Linked DNA regions of Sus scrofa: regions 2 and 3 are each linked to region 1. Evidence: chromatin contacts called from public Hi-C data. All regions are on one chromosome and are shown on one strand. The core of a region is the stretch at or near the end of the contact, and the rest is flanking DNA. Distances in the headings are between cores, read along the strand shown. Region 1 holds the start of COL5A1 (collagen, type V, alpha 1). Region 2 overlaps COL5A1 (collagen, type V, alpha 1). Region 3 has its middle 110 kb from the start of RXRA.

What was found. A called contact is a pair of places that touch in the nucleus more often than the background predicts.
Region 2: a contact with region 1 is called in a Hi-C map of skeletal muscle, with 7 times the contacts expected there. The contact joins the enhancer-like site here to the promoter of COL5A1 in region 1. A contact is called at or near these places in 6 of 47 Hi-C or Micro-C datasets (embryonic fibroblasts, heart right ventricle, retroperitoneal adipose tissue and 2 more) and 1 of 2 datasets of contacts at active chromatin or transcription factors (skeletal muscle).
Region 3: a Hi-C map of fetal skeletal muscle shows a contact between it and region 1, with 3 times the contacts expected there. The contact joins the enhancer-like site here to the promoter of COL5A1 in region 1. A contact is called at or near these places in 1 of 5 promoter capture datasets (fetal skeletal muscle), 12 of 47 Hi-C or Micro-C datasets (alveolar macrophages, embryonic fibroblasts, fetal heart ventricle and 7 more) and 1 of 2 datasets of contacts at active chromatin or transcription factors (skeletal muscle).

Annotation. Positions count from the first base shown.
Region 1 is chr1:273,931,998-273,935,774 of Sscrofa11.1, forward strand. COL5A1 (collagen, type V, alpha 1) reads left to right here and starts at 2,222. Exons shown (of 69, transcript NM_001014971.1): 1 at 2,222-2,343. The coding sequence starts at 2,226.
Region 2 is chr1:273,999,653-274,003,179 of Sscrofa11.1, forward strand. It overlaps COL5A1 (collagen, type V, alpha 1), which reads left to right. Exons shown (of 69, transcript NM_001014971.1): 7 at 5-241; 8 at 1,110-1,277; 9 at 1,400-1,456. Among named protein-coding and RNA genes, the nearest start is that of COL5A1, 67 kb to the left of the region's middle. Within about 2 kb of position 1,884, at least 24 of the 83 cell types and tissues checked have an H3K27ac peak or open chromatin away from gene starts, as enhancers often do. A contact at or near this core is called in retroperitoneal adipose tissue, skeletal muscle and subcutaneous adipose tissue, where this site is marked.
Region 3 is chr1:273,807,772-273,811,701 of Sscrofa11.1, forward strand. No RefSeq gene overlaps it. Among named protein-coding and RNA genes, the nearest start is that of RXRA, 110 kb to the left of the region's middle. Within about 2 kb of position 2,515, at least 29 of the 83 cell types and tissues checked have an H3K27ac peak or open chromatin away from gene starts, as enhancers often do. A contact at or near this core is called in alveolar macrophages, fetal skeletal muscle, mesenteric adipose tissue and 4 more, where this site is marked.

The DNA of each region.
Region 1 (3,777 bases), core at 972-3,471:
ATTTCCACTGAAATCCGACGTGTGGCGGGGCGTCCCTCCTACAGACAGGTCAGACTGCTGGCTTGGGGATTTTTCTCCCAGTTTCCCAGTGGCATAGAAACTTACCTCCCTGCTCAAGTCCAGGCCAGGTGCCTCTGGCTCTTAGCAGAGGACAAAACGCGTCTGTCCAGTCCGCTCTCGGGCCTGTGGCACAAGCCTCCTCTTTATGGTGAGGTCAGCTCTCTGGGCGGCACAGGGAGTTGCTTGACTGGCAGCTGTTTAAGCCAAGCCAAAGCTCAGATGCCCGTTCCGAGTTCCAGGTGTTGGGAGGGCTGAGTGCCCAGCGCAGAGGCACACGTGACTTTCACAGGAGGAGTACCCCTGTCCCCGGAGAAGCTGGCTGCCCACTGGAGGAGGGTGTTCCAGGCCCCGGGGTGGGGGTGCCGGGGGCTCGGGCAGTGTCTGATGGAATTTCTCTCTCGTTCAGGTGCATCGGAAAGCAAAGACCAGCTCCAGGCCAACAAACACACGCAACTCACCCAGGTACACACGCGTGCCCATGACTCCCACACACCACCCACTTCCCCGATCATACGTGTGATTTATACGGGGTGTAAAACAACGAAGAACTGTAAATCCCAGAAAGAACATTTCTCTTTACGTTGGGGTCTCATCCTTTCTCTGTGCAATATTTAATAGCTCCAAGATCACGTGGGGCAGGTAGGGAGCTTGAGCCTCAGGGGAGCAGAGGCCGACCGCCCAGCTCAAAGGGCAGCCCATGGCCACCCCAGCAAAACTCACCTCCACCCACCCACCACCCTCTGCTCCTGTTTCCAGGAAGATGGGAATTAAAGGGCATGTGGGGAATTTCACACCCCGTGTGGAGCTGTAACTGGAGACAGGGAGCAGGGGATCCCAGCCCGCGCATCACTGGCTGAATTGTTTGTTCAGAGGGCATGAGGACAGCTTAGGGCTCGCAAAGCCCCATGACCCACCTTCACTCCTCTTTAGAAACCTGCTCTGCTCTTGGGGGAAGGGGTGGGGACAGGGCTCTGGGCCTCTGGGACCAGGTGGAAGGGGGTACCCACCACGGACGCCTGGCAAGCCTGCTGCTCCAGGGAGCTCTCACCAAGGCTTAAAGAAGTGGCAGCAGTGGTGCCTGCTGTCACCTCGCAAGGGGGGAGTCCTCTGCTTCCCCCTTTGCTGCAGAGGGGTCACCCACAGCAGGAGCCGGGAGGGGGGAGGGGTGTCGGCCAACTGCGCCTGATTAATATCCCGGACGTGTGGACGTGTGGCGCGCAAGCTCCCTAGGGAACCTCGTAGGAGCCTAGACCCCAGCTTGGGCGCGGGGGTGGGGAAGGTGGGGGCCGGGAGGCTGTCCAGGCTGACATGTCTGCCACAGTCTTGGGCGCCCCGATCTGGCTGCCCTGGAAGTTCAGTCTCCACCCAGAAGAGGAGCTCCGAACTCTAAGGAAAAGAAAAAGTTAGGCGGGGTGAGCGGCAACTTTTTTTTTTTTTTAATTTTACCCCCCAATGACGGAATTCGGGGCCCCTCCGCCCTGGTTCTGGGGCTCGGCGTGGCGCGGGCACCGGGAGCGGCGAGAGCGCGGGTCCTGGGTGGGCGCTGGGCTTGGGCGCCGCGCCCGCCCCGAATCGGCTCCCGCCCCGGGCCAGCCCCCTCCCCGCCGCCACTCGCCGGCTGTCCCCGCCCCCTCGCCCGCGGCGCCCAGTGGGAGGCGGGGGCCGGCCTGGCCGAGCGCAGCGCGGGCTCTGATTTGCTGCGGGCGCGGGGGAGCGACGGCCTCCGCGGGTGTCTTCCCGGAGAGCGGGCGGGGGGAGAAGGGGGAAAAGTGCTCGGCGCCCAAGGCGAGGTCCGCACTCCTCGTCCCCGCGGCCGGCGCAGGACCTCACTCCAGCGGAGCGCCCACGGGGAGCGAGTCGCGGGGCGGCGGCGGCGGCGGCGGCGGCGAGGAGGAGGCGAGCAGGAGGCGGAGGCGGCGGGGGAGGCCAGAGGGAGCGAGCCGCGCGGGGTCCCAGGCGCCCCGCGGGGCCGAGGTCGAGCCCTCCCGCCCGTGGGCGAGCGCGCCAGCCGATCCTCCCGGGAGCCACCACCACAAAGAGATCCGGCGGGCGCCTGCTCCCATGACTCCCTAAAGTTGTGCCGGCCCCGCTGAGTCCGCTGCCCGGGCCGTGCCCCGCGCCCCGTGCGTCCCCGCGCGCCGACCCGCGCCCCGCGCCCCGCCGGCATGGATGTCCACACCCGCTGGAAAGCGCGCAGCCCGCTCCGCCCGGGCGCCCCGCTGCTGTCCCCGCCGCTGCTGCTGTTGCTGCTGCTGCTGTGGGCGCCGCCTCCGAGCCGCGCAGGTAAGGGCGCTGCGCGCTGGGGGGCGCGGGGCAGGGGCTGCGGGCGCGGGCGCGGGGCGGGCGCGGCTGTCATCCCCGCGCGCCGCCGGCCTCTTCCGCGCCGGCACCGCCTTCCCGCTTGGCTGTGGAATGCACGGGGCCGAGACTCCGAATGCCATTAGTTGGGGGCCCGGGAGAGAGAGAGAGACGCGCCGACACAATGCTCCCGGGGCGCCGAACGGGCCGGCCGGGAGGGCTGTGTGTTGGATCAGCCAGAGGGGTTGTCCACCAGGCCGACAAACTTTTGTCGCGAAACTTTGCGTGCTCTGTCCCTCAGCGCAAGCTCGCAGCTCTGGCCCACACAGCGCCGCTGCGGAACTTCCTCTCCCGAAACCCGGGAAGGGTCGCCCCCTAGAGTCACCGCGGGTCAGTTCTCCTGGGCCTCCTGGGATGGGGGCCGCCGCGGGGCGGGGGCGGGGCGGGGAGGTCCCAGAAGCTGAGCCTCCAGGGCCTGACTTCTCCCAAGCACCCTCCAGTCTGCCCCCAGACCCGGCTGGCTCTCCCTTTCCCAGGGGACAGGACTTCTTGCAGTCCCTGCCGCCCAAGTACTCAGTGAGTGGTACTGGGGAGCCCCGGAAGGTGGTAGAGCAGCCCTGCTCTAATCCCACTTCTTGACCTTTCGGTGGGCTGTCTTTCTTGGGTTTGCCGCCCAGAGACGGGTTTCGGGATTCATGCTGCGGCACCGGGAGAGGGTCCTGGAGTCTGGCTGTGAGGGGTTCAGATGGTGCATAGCTGTGGGTCTCAAGGGAGGGCTGCCCTTAGAAGGAGCTGTCTCCCGCAGGCGTCTCCACCAGGGCTGGGCTGACAGTGCGCCTGCCTGGATGCTGGCAGCTCCCACTCCCTCCTGCACAGCTTCCGGATGGGCCAGTGGTTTTCTAAGGGTCCCCTTTTGTGCTTCCCTGTGGCTGGGTTTTTACACACCCTTGTCACTAGAGCCCAGGGCCCTAAAAGTCCCCTGAGGCCCTGGTAACAGATGGGGCATCTCGGGGCCACCAGGCAGGGTCAGGGAAGGTGCGGGCAGAGCCATGAGGCAGTGGCTCAGTGGACCCTGGACCAGCCAGAGGTCCCCCAGGAGAAGGCACTGCTTTCCCCCCCGCCCCCCCGCCTCCGCCACCCCCCCCCCACCGCCCCCTCTTCGTAATTTGAAGACATGCGGGCAGAATCACTTCTCATGTTCCACTTGCCAATTAAGATATTCGGTCCCTTTTTCCTGGCACAGTGCGTGCTTGTGGGCCAGAGGGGGTGAGCAGGAGTCAGGGTGTCCGGCCAGTCAGGGGCTGGGGAGGGGAGGGCTGCCTGGCCTGGCTCCAGGGACCTGGGATCTTACCTCTGGGCAGCCACCAACGTGTCCTGGAGCCCCTGCTGACTGGCTCTCTGTTTCTCTTGGGGTCACTG
Region 2 (3,527 bases), core at 634-3,133, 67 kb after region 1:
CCAGGAGCAGACCCAGCCCCCCACCAGCGCGCCGGTGCCCGACACCAGCGAGGCGGCCGGGAAGGAGGAGGACCCCGGCCTCGGGGACTACGACTACGTGCCCAGCGAGGACTACTACACGCCGCCCCCGTACGAGGACCTCAACTACGGCGACGGCCTCGAGGGCCCCGACGAGAACCCCGACCAGGGCGCCCGGGCCGAGGTCCCCACCAGCACCGTCCTCACCTCCAACGCCTCCAACGTAATTGAGCGACTGGGTCCGGGCGGGGGCGGGGCCACCCTGCTCCCCACCCCGCTCCCCGCCCCCGCCCCCGCCCTGCGGCCCTCGGCCCTGGGCTGGCTTAAATGCTGCCCCCGAGTTTGGAATCTCGAACTTGCCCAGGGGATCTTCGTGTTAGTTCGTCACCGGCAACATGGGTGGCGTGGGCCTCGCCCAGGTCTCTGGGGTTTGGGTGCAGGTGGGTGAGGACCTGCATTCGCGGTGTCCTCACTGTGGCCTGGGAGAGGGCAGGCTGGATGGGCACACGGCTGGGGCTCTGGGCGGGCAGCTGGCACACGAGGCCGAGGGGTGCTGGGCACAGCCGTGGGCTTTCTCGTCAGGCGGCCCTGACTTGGCATCTCCCTGGACATCCGTGACTCCCCCTTTACACGAGGGACATGCCTGCCTCTTGGGGTCATGGCCAGGTCTCCAGATTAGAGAGTTGAGCAGAGCCCGTGGCACATAGCGAAGCCTTGCAAATGGCTGATGCTGAATTCCTTGTGGCCCCAGAGCAGACGCAGGGCTTCTCACGGCCTTGGATCTCTCTGCCAGCGGGCATCGGGTTAGGGGCATGTTGTCCTGAGACCCCGAGCTTAGGGGGGAGCCCCTGGAGGCCCCGACTTCCCCAAGAGCCTGGGGCAGCCTGGCACGGCATGGCCACCCCCAGCAGCCCTGGTTTGCCAAGGCATCTTGGGGTTTGGGGGTGGGTTTCCCTGTCACGAGAAGGTGGAAGGTGCCCCCCAGCAAGGGCCCCTCCAGGCTCCCCGTGTCCTGTGACCTGGGAGTCCCCGGGCTGGGGGCCTGTGCCGCCCCGTTACCTGGCGCTGATGCCTGCCGGCCTCCCCCTCAGCCGGCTCCGCCTCCGGAGGAAGGGCTGGACGACTTGGACACGGAGTTCACGGAAGAGACCATCAAGAACCCGGACGAGAGCTACTACGACCCGTACTATGACCCCACCATCGCCCCGTCGGAGATCGGGCCCGGGATGCCCGCCAACCAGGACACCATCTACGAAGGGGTGAGCGCCTCGGAGGGCACCTTCCCGGGCCCTCGGGCGGGGCCCCTGGGGTGCTGTGGCCGTGGGGTAACTGCCGCCTTCTTCCTTCTCTCCCTCTCCTCGCCACGTCTTTCAAACTCCAGATGGGAGGACCGCGGGGCGAGAAAGGACAAAAAGGAGAGCCCGCCATCATCGAACCCGTAAGGCGCTTTCTTATCTTAACCGGCCGGGGGGGTGGGGGTCGCAGCTCGGGGCACGTGGCGGGTTGGGCAGGACATGGCCAGATGCTGGACCCCTTTCTGCCCAGGGCCACCGCAAGGACGCGCCTGCTGCTGCTGAAGCCCCCCAGCAGGGGGAGGGCTCTGGACCTCGGCTGGGCAGCCCGGGTTCCTGTGGGTCAGGACCCTGTGCCGTGTCCACCTAAGAGCTGGGCACGTCACCGTGCATGCATTTCTTCTCGATGAAAAGAGACTCAGCTTCTGGGAGGCAGGGCCCTGGAGGGTGGAGGGTCCGCCGGCTGAACGTGGACCCGGAGCTGCGGGTCTGAGGCAAGAGCCGTAGTCGGACCCGCCTCTCCGCGCTGGCTCTGCAGCCGTGTTGCTGCTGCGGACGGGGAACGGAAACCTGCTTGTCAGCTCAAACGGCGCTTGAGCGGCACTTCACTGAGCCAGGTGATGGGCCACGGGCAAGTTAGTGACCCTTGATGACTCCGACCGCTGGGACCACAGCCAAGAGGTCCCGTGTGCAAGGAGTGGGTTCGTGGGTGTTGGCGGGGCCCTCCTCTGTGTCGGCACGTCCCCTGCCTGCAGGGAGCTGCTCCCGCTGGGCCCTCCAGGGCCCACCCCGTGGCCCGAGGGCTGCCCAGGTCAGGGCCCTAACTGGGGTGGGCGAGGTGCCAGGCGATTAATCGCCTGGAGCGGGCCCCCTGGGACTGCTCGTGGTGGGCACGGCTGTGGGCTGGGAAGCGGCCCTGGACACCAGAGTGGGGAGGCCGGCTGCCAAGGTCCGCCCCTGCCACGTCCTCTAAGAGCCGGAGGGAGGAGGCCAGTGTCCTGCCCCTCGACCGGTCACGAGGCTGGGCTGGGCCCCGGCTTCCACTGCCAGCACTCGGTTCCCAGTGGCTGAGCCAGAATGTGACGTGGCGGCTCCAGGGTCTTCTGATCGTGGGCCCCCAGGAGGCGGGATGGAGGGGCCCCCACCCCTCCAGTGGGCTGGGAAGGTTTCTTTGGAACCTTATCTCCCTTAGAGCCCGTGGCCATGGCAGACAAGATGGGGGGTGACTAGATGACCGTCCTGCTCGGCCCCCCACTCCCCTGGCCTGTCTCAGGGCTGTGGCTCATCTTTTTCTCCTGGGCTGCGGTCACTGGGCACACGCGTCTTTTGCTCGGATGAGAACATCCCCTTTCCCTGCTCCCTGAAGGTCCACGGGATGCAGGGCCTGTCTGAGGCTGAAGGATGGGGTTTGGGGAAGGGACAGAGGTGCCAAAGGGAGGCGGGCATGGGTACCAGGGGGCCCCTTGCTCAGCGACATGAAAAATCCTGACAAGTGCAGGTGCAGGGAGAAAGGCCACCCCAGGGAGGGGCAGGCAGCCAGCGCTGGTTGGAGCCTCCCCTAAGGGACGGGCTGCCCAGGACCCCCTCCCGTCTTGCAGGGCTGGGGGTATGCCAGGAGGTGGGCCACCCCTGCTGTGGCTTCCGTGGTCCAGCCGTGCGTGGAGCACGACCCAGATGGCCTTGACCTGGCCGTGGACTTGGGTGTCCTCCGTAGCGTCCCCGTGGCCACAGTGAAAGGGGCCTCTCGTCCAGGAGGAGTGGGAGCCCCAGGCAGACAGGAGCCGGGCTCTGTGGGGTCCCGGGTTGGGTCCCAGCTCTGGGAGGCCTGGCAGCACCTAGGTCTGGCTGAGCTTCCCATTCACACGTCCCCCAGTCTGGGCTGACCCTGTGCAAAACTCATGGCAGCTGGACACCCCAGGTCGGGGCTGGGGGTGGAGGCGGCACCCAGGGAGTCCAGCTGCCCGGCTGCACCAGGCACCGCTGGTGAGGGCTGAACACGCCCAGGCCGTCCAATGCAAACAGCGTGTCCCTAGAATCCACTCCGTCTTCGCTGGGGGAAAAGCCAGCCATCTGGATGTGGTTAGGGACGCTGCCCGCCCCCTCGGGTCCTGGCGTTTGCTCCCGCCCAGCCCCCAGCCTGCTCGGAGCGTCTGCGGGGCCGAGGCTGGTCCCCCTGGGGAGATGGTGTAAACACTTGGAATTTCTCAACCTGGAGTG
Region 3 (3,930 bases), core at 1,265-3,764, 120 kb before region 1:
AAGGCAGCGGTCATCTCACCCCCGGTGAGGGGCATGTGCCCGCGCGGTGCACCTTCTGGAAGGGGGTGCGGGACCCAGGAGAGCACAGGTGGAAGGGTGGAGGTCCCCGGACGTCTGCCCCCAGCGGGTCCTGGAGGAGGTCTGGTGGGAGCCTCCTTGGCGGCCAGACCTTGTCACGTGCGAAGTGATTATGCATCTTGACCCCTCTGGACCCTGATGTGACCACCCCGTTGTCCCCAGAGCCTGCAGGAGGCCCCAGGTGGGCACCTTCCTGTTCAGAGCGAGACTAAGAGAAGGGAGGTTAGGACACCCCAGGAGCCCTGGCAGGGCATCTAGCGCCCGCGTGGAGGGGGGCGGGCAGGGCCATGGGTCCCAGCCAAGCACTGAGGAGTTGAGGTGTGGGGCAGTGGGGGACGCCTCTGGACAGCACGGGCAGAGCCGGCCTCAGGGGAGGGGCCCAGCCACACAGTGACCGGGGAAGGACATCATAGCTTCCTGCCTCCTGTCTCCAGCTCGGCCTGGCAGGCTCACCCTGAGCAGAAGGCAGCACCCACCCTGCCCGCTGTGTGTGCTGCCCGCATGAGCCTGCAGGAGCGGTCAAGGGTGTACTGGCTGACCCTGGGCTTCTCACTCCTGGGGGCTCCCTGTCTTCCCCTGGAGGAGCCCTGCTTTCTCCCCAGGGTGCCCTGAGACCCCAGTACAAGGCCAGGGGCCCAGAGGGGCTGATGACACAACACAGGGCTGGGTGTGGACTCCAGAGCAGAGAGCCGTGTTCGGGAAAATTCGCCCGTCCTCTGTATTTCAACGGGACGGCCAGGGCTCACGCTGGGGCGGGTCTGAGGCTCAGGGCCCCAGTGCCCATACGTTTACTTATTCACTCAACAAACACTGCTTGGAAACCACACGGGCCAGGCCTAGTGTTGGCTTGGGGAGAGCCGAGTCTGTCCCGGAGGCTGGAATGTGGCCTGCGTGTGACTGCAAACTGTCTCGTCGCCACATTAAAAGCCACATGAATTTCATAATATATTTTATTTAAACCAATACGTCAGACGATTATTATTTCAATATGCGAGCAATCTAAACATTATTAATGAGCTATTATGCATTTTCCTTTTGGGGGCCAAGTCTGAGAGTGGGTGTATCTTTTACACTTACGGCACACCCCCATATACAAGCCACGTTTCACACTCTCAAGAGCCACATGTGGACAGCGGCTGGCATATGAGACTGGGAAAGTCTAGAACATTCTTTTGGGGCTGCATGCGGGCAGCAGATGTGGGCTGATCGGGGCCGGGGGTGGGTGGGGAGGCCATGTTCAAGGTGCTGTGGGAAGTCACAGGAGGGAGCAGCCTGTGGGGGAAATGGCTGGAACGCTACCCGGAGGAGGTGGCGTTTGTGCTGGGCACTGAAGGGTACATAGGAGTTCTCTGGGTACACAGTAGGGAAAAGAACATTTTCTAATGTCATTGCTGGTTCCCCAGGTAGGGTCTGAAGAAAACAAGGACTTTCAGGGAACTCCTAGCAGGTGCCCCCTGAAGAACTGCTGGTTTAAATCCTCTTATTTCTGCCCGTGAGCCTGTGCCAATATTTTGCCATCTTTTAGTTACAAACACTGTGGGGTGTACAGGTTTAGCTACAAATAGCTGGGTCATAAATCTTAGCTGGATTGGCCAGGCCACTGGATGGTATTATCTGGTCCTACCACTGTTTTCTGAGGCTGTTGTGCATGTGCCTGTGCCTTCCAGAACCTTCTCTCATGTGCTGCAGGGATGAGGGGTGGGAGGATATTCTCACAACTTGTCTGTAACCAGGTCCTCCTGGGTCCCACCCCTGCGGTCTTCTTTGGTCTAACTGAAGTCTCTCTTGCTGCAGTTGGGGTCTCCGGTGAGGCTGCTTGAGTGCTGCCCAGGCTGATGGCAGGAACCGCCCGGGAAGCCGCTGTGTTCACAAAAACCTTTAGACAACGAATTGTCCAAAGCGTTTCTACAAAGAATCAAGATTAAGCCCGCCTGGGGGCGCCTGTGGAGAGGTGACCAGTGGGGGTGGCCCACGTGTGTGAGCGCGGAGCAGGGATCCCACCCGGCTCAGCCGGGGCCCCAGGCCCGCCCTCGAGCTCTGCCTGGCTCTTCCCAGGGCCACAGCCGGGCCAGGGCCCTGCATCCATGGAGAGGGGCTGTTCCTGGGGCCCTGGGGCCCCTCGGCCACGTCCCGCGGGCGTCGGGCCCCGGGGCCCGGCTGCAGCAGCGGCCGCCATCCCGCCCTGCCACGTCGCCACTTCCACCCGAGCCGGCAGGAAGCTGCGCGCTCGCTTCTCCTTTTGTCCACGTCTGGAGGGTTTGCTGTTGCAGGAAACATCTGGCCGGGGTCCAAGGAGCGGAATAAAAAGAGAGTGGGAGCGGGGGTGGGGGAGGGCCGGGCCCGGAGGTTTGGAAAAACCATCTGATTTCACTTTGCAAAGACAACTGCAATTATGCCTCTGAGGGTTTCGAAGTCACTGCCCATTCAAACCATGCGGGTGACGTCAGGGGAACCTCTGAAGCGCCTGGGGCCCGGCACACACGTCGCTGCTGCAAGAAGCAGGTCCCAGGCCGACTCGAGCCCGGGGAGCTGGAGACCTGGGGTCTTTTGCAGAAGCGGGGGGACGGGGTCCCTGGCACGGGGAGTCCTGCTTATCTGGTCTCCGCCCCGCGGCCTGAGCCAGGCGGGAGGAGGGGGCCGCCCACCAGGCTCCTCCCGAAAAGTTCAGTCTCTCCCAACCCCGCCGAGAGCCCGCTGGCCCGGATGGAAACTGCCGGGTTCCTGGGCCTGCTCCGCTTCCCTCCAGGCCTCGTCATCCACACGGAGAGGCCCCGGGTCTGGGAGGGCCCCCTGGGGCCGCGGGGCTGGCTCAAGCCCTCAGGACTCCAGCTCTTTCCACTGTCTGCCCTGAGGCCGGGGACCAGGAGCTGGGACCCTCACGGTGTCCCCAGCATCTGGCTACCGTGGGCCCTGGAGGGGAGCGAGGATGGTAGCCCACCCCTGTCCCTGGCCCCTGAGTCAGGACCCTGCTTGTCCCAGCACCTCCAGATGGGATCTCCAGGGGGCCTGTCCCTGAGCCAGGGGCCCTGAGACTGGACAGGAGCTGACGTGCCCCCCGTGGCCCCCGCACGGACTCCCCATGGACACGCCGCACACCCAGGCCTCGGGGCCAAGTTCACCACAGCCTCAGGCCCCTCCCACCCCTAGAGGCAGGGCTACCTGGGCAGGAAGGGCCTTGCCAGCCACTCCTAAAGCCCCGTCACGCACGAGCCCTGCCAACCCTGAGGAGTCACTCTGGAGGGGTCTGCACAGCTGGCCAGCGTTGTGTCTCAGGAACATTTCTTGAAATAAAACCTAGCAGAGAGCCCAGTGACAGAGCACAGATGGGGTCTCATTCCAGTGGACGGGCGTTTATCGGCGGCTGACTGGTGCCAGGGCCAGAGGCCGCCCTCCAGGGTCACCCCTGAGCAAAGCCCCCCATGGGCTCAGAGGGCCCAGCGTGAAACCAGCCGCAGCTCTCCTTTCCACTGTGCAGGTGGCCGGCGACCTCCTGGAGGACAGGGGGCTCGCAGTGGGGCCGGGCCAGAGCAGAGGGCCAGGGGTCTGCTGGGGGCCGTGGTGCCTGGCGGTGCGGCTCAGCCTGGAGGCGGCCCTCGCTGTGACCGAGGGGCAGGGGGCGGAGCCTGGCTTAGAACGGGGTTGGGGGCGAGGGGGGCTGTCTGTCCAGGAAGCGATTCGGCAGTGGCTACAGCAGAGCCTTGACCGTGGGCTGAGGCCTCCGGGGCTCTGGGGGTCTGAAGACATTTTTTCCATGGAAAGTAGCCGCTGGCCCTCGCCCAGCAGGGAGCTCTCTGTCCCCCTCCCCCTGCCTGCTCGGGCCTTGGCCGTGGGCTGCGCTGTCCTGGGGCTGAT